2 separate regions of the Mus musculus genome follow, and region 1 is linked to region 2. A link is a contact called in public HiChIP or PLAC-seq data. All regions are on one chromosome and are shown on one strand. Each heading gives the region's core, a stretch centred on a gene start, on an enhancer-like site or on the middle of the called end of the contact. The rest is flanking DNA. Distances are from core to core; before and after follow the strand shown. Region 1 overlaps Rad54l2 (RAD54 like 2 (S. cerevisiae)). Region 2 holds the start of Tex264 (testis expressed gene 264).

Region 1 (3,603 bases), core at 481-2,980, 54 kb before region 2:
ACCACAAAACCAGTCTTTAGGCCACATTCTGAAAATCTTTTCCACCCAACTCTCTTGGGCCAGGTCTGCACTTTTAATAACAAAGTCTTCCATATTAATGGAAGAAATGGAACGATAGCCCATAAAGCCCCATTTAAAGCGTTCCACTGCTTTCCAAAACCAAAGTCCCCAAATCCACATTCTTCCAAACAAAAGCATGGTCAGGTGTATCACAGCAATACCCCGGTCCCTGGTACCAACTTCTGTCTTAGTTAGGGTTTTACTACTGTGAAAAGACACCATAACCAAGACAAGTCTTATAAAGGACATTTAATTGGGGTAGCTTACAGGTTCAGAGGTCCAGTCCATTATCATCAAGGGGGGAGCAGGGCAGCATCTAGGCAGACAAGGTGCACGAGGAGCTGAGAGTTCTATGTCTTCATTCAAAGATGGCTAATGGAAGACTGGCTTCCAGGCAACTAGGGTGAGGGTCTTAAGCCCACACCCACAGTTACACACTTACTCCAACAAGGCCACATGTCCAAATAGTGCCGCCTTCTGGGCCAAGCATATACAAATCATGACAACATCTGAAGAGTAAGAGAAACTATGAAAACCAGGTTTTACACATCGACATTTATAGGGAAGGCTAGAGAAAGATCAGCAGGAAAAAATGTCTACCAAGGAGGAATCCAGAGGGCAGTGCTGTGAAGGAAGTCAGGTAACAAAGCATTTCAAAGAAGAGAGTCTTTAGCCAGAAGAGGTGCAAGAGTCCCCTGGAGCTAGTCACACACAGTTGTGATCTACCATGTGAGTGCTGGGAATTGAACATCAGTCCTCTGAAAGAGGAGCCAATTCTCTAAACCACCAAGCCATCTTTCCAGCCCCCTTTCCTGCTTTCACAGTCAGGGTCTCACTTGCTAGTCTTGCTGTCATAGAATTTACTATATAGCTTGCCTAAACTGGCCTTGAGCAGTCTTCTTGCTTTGACCTTCCATATGCTGAGATTACCCTTAATGTCTTGATGAACAGTTTCAGGGCAGTGATAGAGGCTTAAAGAACAGGTGGGTAGGAGACCCTCAGAACAACTGTGTGTGTGTGTCTGTATCTGTCTTGTCTCTGTGTGTGTTATTGAGGATTGAACCTAAGGCATCTTTGATGCTGGGCAAGAGATTTACCACTGGGCTACATCTCTAGCACTCTTCTTACTTAAAAAAAGTAATAAAATTTTCTTTCTTTTTCTTTTCTACCCCAAATCCCTGTCCTCGCTCCCCACAAGATCTTACTAAGTTGTCCAGGCAGGCCTTGAACTTCCAAACCTCCTGCCTTAGCTTCCTTGAATAACTAGGATTGCAGGCTTATACCACAAGTCTCAACGAAGAATAGATAGGTGAGAACTTTTGCTATATACAAGCAGATAAGAGCCAATAGTGAAGGGGGAAGTTGAGGTCAATAGATTTTTCTGGCTTGATGCTTTATTTATTTATATTATTGTTATTTCTTAAATTGGTTTGAACCCCCTTGCCTCTGTAGAATTTGGAAAGTGTGTGGGCCACCATCTCAACTAGGAGGAGTTTCTTGTTTTTGTGTTTTTCAATTAGTAAGTTTTATCCTTTTAGCCACATGACAATAGAAATGATCAGGGAGGGAGAGAAACTGATGATGCAGGAAAGGCAAGGTACAGTCTATGCTGCTTGGATCCCTGCTGTGACTATGGCCTTGAATTGTCTTCACTATGAGATACAGTGCTGAGTAGTAGGCAGGAACATGCCTCAGGCAAGACAATCAAGTACTTAACTTCTGTGATCTTGGGCAAGTCCTTGATGAACCTTTTAGTCCCCAAACACAAACTGAAAACTCTGAAACACAAATTCTAGGTCTTTTATTTTGTTGTTCTGTATGAGGATTGGGAAGGATGTGCATTTAGGAAGAAAAGAAACAAACAGGCTGTCGTAGATGAGCCTGGGGTAGCAGCCTGCTCTGACCAAATGGAAGGTGTCTTAGGCTTTCTTGTTACACTTCAGCTAGGCGAGTTTCAGCATACTGGTATTTCTGTGGGTGGACAGTCGCACTACTTAAGTTACAGTTTCCTGTTTGTTTGTTTTGCAGTAAGGTCTCTGGCTGGGCAGTGGTGGTGCATGCCTTTAATCCCAGCACTTGGTAGGCAGAGGCAAGAGGATTTCAGAGTTCGAGGCAAGCCTGGTCTACAGAGTGAGTTCCAGGACAGACAGGCTACACAGAGAAACCCTGTCTTGAAACAACAACAACCAAAAGGGTCTCTGTGTAGCCCTGGCTGGTCTGGAGCTATATATGAAGATTAACCTGCCTTTGAACCCATAGAGTTTGCCTGCTTCTGCTTGAGGAATGCTGGAATCAAAGGTGTGCAGTACCCCTCCCAGCTAAAGCACAGTTTCAGACCAGGTATCTTTGTTCTGAGTTTGTTTTTTACCATTTTCCCCACTGGCTAGGAAGTTATAACAGTTTCTCTTGAGAATGCTTGATTATTTACTGTTGGACTAATTTTTTTCAGAATAGCATTTGCCATAATTTTTCAGCCTTTTGGCTAAGACCAAATGTCAAATAGCAAAAGTCAGAATTTATGGCAGCCTCTCTGTTTGAGATGAGGCAGTGCCAATTTAGATACCAGTTCCTGTCTTCCCTTTCTCTGCCAGGCTGGAGGCACAAAGGGGCAGAGTGTTTGGGTATGCCAAGGGTATCAGAAAAGCACACCAGACATTGACCCCATTGTTCAGCATGACTTGGAAGGACCTTTAGCAGTCTTTCTCAATTAGGGGAGAGGACTGTCTGCTGCTGCATTTGTATTTCTTAAATTATTTAATGTATTGTGCTCGTTTATGCCTATGGCTATTTTGACATTTGAGAACTTACCATTTCCTATGGATTTGTAAAGATTTTAATATGTAGATAGAAGTCTTGTCTTTGACATACATAATACAATCATTATCACCTGGTTTTCTTCCCCTAATCTTCCTGATTTTTTTCTTTTCTGTTTTCAGAAATATATTTTGTTTTGTTCTTTTAGAGGTAGTATCACATGTGACCTAGACTGGCCTTGAACTTGCTATGGAGCACAGAGGTTGGCCTTGTTCTCCGTATTCTCCTGTGATCCCCTCCCAAGTACTGGGACTCTAGGTGTGTGCAGGCCTGGCATCTGTTTTTGGCTTTTTTGGGACAGCCTTGCTATTTATTAGCTCAGGTTAGTAGCTGCTGTTGTTTCTCCTTCTCCCTGCCCCCTTTCACCTCCTCCTCTTCCTCTTTTAAATAGAGTTTCATGTATTCTAGGCTGGCCTTGAACTTATTTGCCCCAAAGATACCCCATGGCTAAGGCAACTCTATACAGAGAAACCCTGTCTCAAAAAACCCCCAAAAAAAAGAAAAAAAAAAGGCAACTCTTAAAAAAGGAAGTATGCTTACAGTTTCTAGGGTTAGTCCATGATCAGTCTGGCAGGAAACGTGGCAGCAGGCATGGCAGGCATGGTGCAGAGAGTTTATATCCTGATCCCAGGCAGGTCAACAGAGAGACTTGGCCTGGCATGGGCTTGTGAAACCTCCAGTGACACACTTCCTCCAACAAGGCCATACCTGCTTAAAAGGCCACACCTC
Region 2 (3,284 bases), core at 497-2,996:
GGTTTGGAATGGGAGGAGGGGAGGAAATGGACAGTTCCCTCTAACCCCGCAAGTTTAAGAGGAGCCGCCCCGGGGACATACCCTCTGGCAGTCTACACAGAACTAAAGCACCTCAGTTGGTGATTACTGGGAAAGAGGAAGGTTAAGTCTGGGCTTACACTAAGTGGGGTCTGTGCTATTGAGAGAGGTCTGGGAATGTAAGGTGAGCCGGTCTCAGACCTGGTAGGAGTGTACAAAGGGCCTTGCCAAGGAGTCTGTTGCCCCCTGGTGGTCACTTGATAGCCGGCATTGTTGGAAGCACTGGGAGATGAAGTCTGGTGGGCTGATTCCCAGTTGCAGGCTCTCCTACAATAGAGTGCTGACATTCCTCAGGCATACCTGCAACTCTGATACTGAGTTCTAGAGTTCCCACCCAGGCTAAGGGAAGTGAGCCAAGACAGCAGGATGAAGAAAGAGTGTCTCCTGACAGTCATTTCCTGACACAGGCTAATGAGTTTCAGAGAGACAGAATTAACATGTGCTCTGAACCTGGGCCATGTGCCCTTCGTGTCTCAAGAACCCTATCTAGTGTACAGCCCACCTGCCCGAAGCAGCCAATCATTACCATGTTTGATGTTCACGGTAAAATAGCTATAATGACTTTCCTGCCCTCTCTACTTTGAAGACTTTTGAGTAGCTAGCTGCTTTTTCTTACCAGCCTGTCTACAGCATTGGGACATTTGTCTTGTGGATGACATTCAAGATCACATGTTACCCCATGGCTGCTGGCTTTTTCCAAAGTCATCTTATATGCTCTTTGGGTGATCAACTTTCCATAAAGCAATCTTGTCAGAAGTACTAATATAGTCCTTGGCCCAGCCTGTCTGGCATCAAGATTTATAAACAGCCAAGTTTACAAGCATAGTGGCCTTCCTCACTTCCAGCATAGATCTGGGCGTCTCAGGAGGTGCCCTCAGTACAGTGCTTTGAGATTCATAGGTCATCAGATCCTAGCTCAAGATTGAACCTGTATTGAAGGAGCTTACCCTTGACTTGGGAGTTACCTAAGTTATATTAACTTAGTAGAAACTCCCAGCAACCACAGCCAGGGCTGTGAAGTAGAAGCTTTGAAAAGAGGTGTTCCCTGGAGTGAACTTCCGGAGGCCAAGGCTTTCATTTGGTTCACTCAGTGTTTCCATAATAAAGGTTGGATGGAGGGATGGTCGTCCCTATGCTCAGAGAATCCCTGATGGGTGGCTGAGTGAAGACACTTAAATTTGCATTCTCCAGAGATTGTTCAGAGCATCTTTTGTTTATCCATAGCTTCCTCAGCTGTTAAGACCTGAGCAAGCGGCCAGACTTGAGAAGGTTCTGAGGGAAGGTGGCGAGAGTAAGACTGGTTCAGTTAGTAAGAGGCCGACATTGCTGTGCGGATCCTCTCTAAAATGCACAAACACTATTCAGTCCCGCTTTGGCTTCCTGGGCTTCTGGAGCAGGCAAACAGGCTGACTTTCCCGGTGCTTGGAGCCCGCCTTCACCCCTGCGCCTTCCCTTCCCTCCCTGTCGGCCAGGATACCTTGGGGTATTGGTTGGTTGTTGCTTGATCACCTTCAGGAGTTCCCCTTCATTGGAAGCAGGAATGTGTGTTGTGGGCCCAACCCAGCTGGGGGGGGGGGAGGCGGCGGGGGAGGCGTGCATGTTACCAAGGAGACGGGGCGGGGCAGGCCTCCGCCCTCCAAATCTGGAGCGCACGCGCCCACAGCCACGGTCACGTCCCGCCGCGAAAGGGGCGGAGCGAGCGCGAGGGGCAAGCGCACACAGGCTCCACGACTGAGCCCCTATCTTCCTCCGGCGCCCGTCCGCGTCCGTGGGGCCGCCGCTGAGGTGAGGGCGGGGCCAGAGGCGAGGCGTTCCCGACGGGGTGTCTGCCGGGGCTCCCCCTCATCCCCTCCCGCCTGCTCCCCGCGGCCTGAGCCGCCCTCTGCCCCGCGTCTGACTCACTGCTGGCCCAGCCTGCTTCCCGGGCCTGAAAGCGACGGGGAGGCGGTCCTGACCTCTCGGCGCGGATCCTGCCTCGGTGCTGGGTGCGGGAACGTCCGGGGTCCGTGGGACTAGAGGGGAACGGGCGGGGCCCTCACCTTTCAGCAGCGCTGCCTGTGGCCGCGCGTCGCGTCGCCGCTCCAAACTTTAGCGTGTCTGAAGTTGCAGAGGTGCAGGAGGCCGTGAAGCGAGCCGGGGCGGCAGGAAGCCGACAGCACGAAGCGGCGACCCCAAGGCCCCCCGGCTGCTAGCACCCAAGTTCGCCGGCGCAGGTCCCTTTAAGGGCCCGGCCCTCCGCAGAGCGCACGTGAGCGGCCTCCGGAAGCCTGCGCCTAGTCCCTACTCCGACGCTTGCGGGCCAAGGAAGTCATCTCTACCCTGCACCTCTGACATTAGTGGAAACTGAGGCCCAAGAGAGGGCACACGCTGCCCAAGGTCAGCAGCAGGGGTTGCGTTGGCGCCAAGTGTGGTAGTCGGGCCCAGTGAAGATCATAGGCATGACGTTGTGAAGCTGGACTTGGCCTGACTCCCCCCCCCCCCCCGCGCGATCTGAGGGTGGGGTTGGCGCGTTTGTAGACGGGTCCCCGTTCTGTGGGCTTTCCCTGGAACAGGGTTACTCAGGGCCTGCTTTGCTCACTGCCTGTGTCTAGGGCTGGGATGACTGTTCCTTTCTGCCCCCCTAGCGCCGGAGTACTGGAGCCCTGCTGGACTGGATGCTATGAGTTGCTAAAAGTGAGCCTGACTTTTTCGGTGAGCCTTCCCATCCCCTGTCCTCGCCTTTCTCTATTGGGTGTGGGGAAATTTGCCTTACTTCTTCCTTGGCTGACCAAAGCTCTGGGGATGGGCAGAAACATAGCCCCCTTTTTCTGAACAGTTTGCGAAGTGGAAGGAAGAGACAGGTTGGGAGCTAAGTTCCCTTAAACAGAAGTGTGTGGCAGTGCTTGTCACTCCCAAGACAGGCTATGGCCTAGATATTGAGAGCTTCTAGCCTTGAGATAAGCGAGGGCCAAAAGATGAAGTGCCTTTTTGGAAACCAGAGGAGGGAAAAACTGTCAGTGAACGGCGGTTAGACTGTTGGGTTCCCATGGCCTGTGTTTTGGTCCAGGTGGCTCAGTGTAATACCTATGTGACCTTGGGCAAGCATCTTGACCTCCAACCACTTATTTCCTGATGTGTACCTACCTTCTTAGATTCTCCTTGAGGATTAGTGAAATAGCTGAGTTTCAGGGTTCAGACAGTGCCTAGCCTATATCAAGAATGAGTGG

Evidence for each region. HiChIP or PLAC-seq counts read pairs in DNA pulled down with a chosen protein or histone mark.
Region 1: a contact with region 2 is called in an H3K27ac HiChIP or PLAC-seq map of embryonic stem cells, with 13 read pairs. The contact joins the enhancer-like site here to the promoter of Tex264 in region 2. A contact is called at or near these places in 5 of 39 promoter capture datasets (the HPC-7 cell line, embryonic stem cells, epiblast stem cells and 1 more), 3 of 484 Hi-C or Micro-C datasets (embryonic stem cells, liver and nephron progenitors), 7 of 115 datasets of contacts at active chromatin or transcription factors (the SCID.adh cell line, effector CD8 T cells, embryonic stem cells and 2 more) and 3 of 9 other capture datasets (adipose tissue, liver and pancreatic islet).

Annotation. Positions count from the first base shown.
Region 1 is chr9:106,738,293-106,741,895 of GRCm38.p6, reverse strand. The region is part of intron 2 of Rad54l2 (RAD54 like 2 (S. cerevisiae)); the gene reads left to right. Among named protein-coding and RNA genes, the nearest start is that of Rad54l2, 49 kb to the left of the region's middle. Within about 2 kb of position 1,730, at least 21 of the 459 cell types and tissues checked have an H3K27ac peak or open chromatin away from gene starts, as enhancers often do. A contact at or near this core is called in embryonic stem cells and liver, where this site is marked.
Region 2 is chr9:106,684,414-106,687,697 of GRCm38.p6, reverse strand. It overlaps Tex264 (testis expressed gene 264), which reads left to right and starts at 1,746. Exons shown (of 6, transcript NM_001081654.2): 1 at 1,746-1,863; 2 at 2,703-2,769.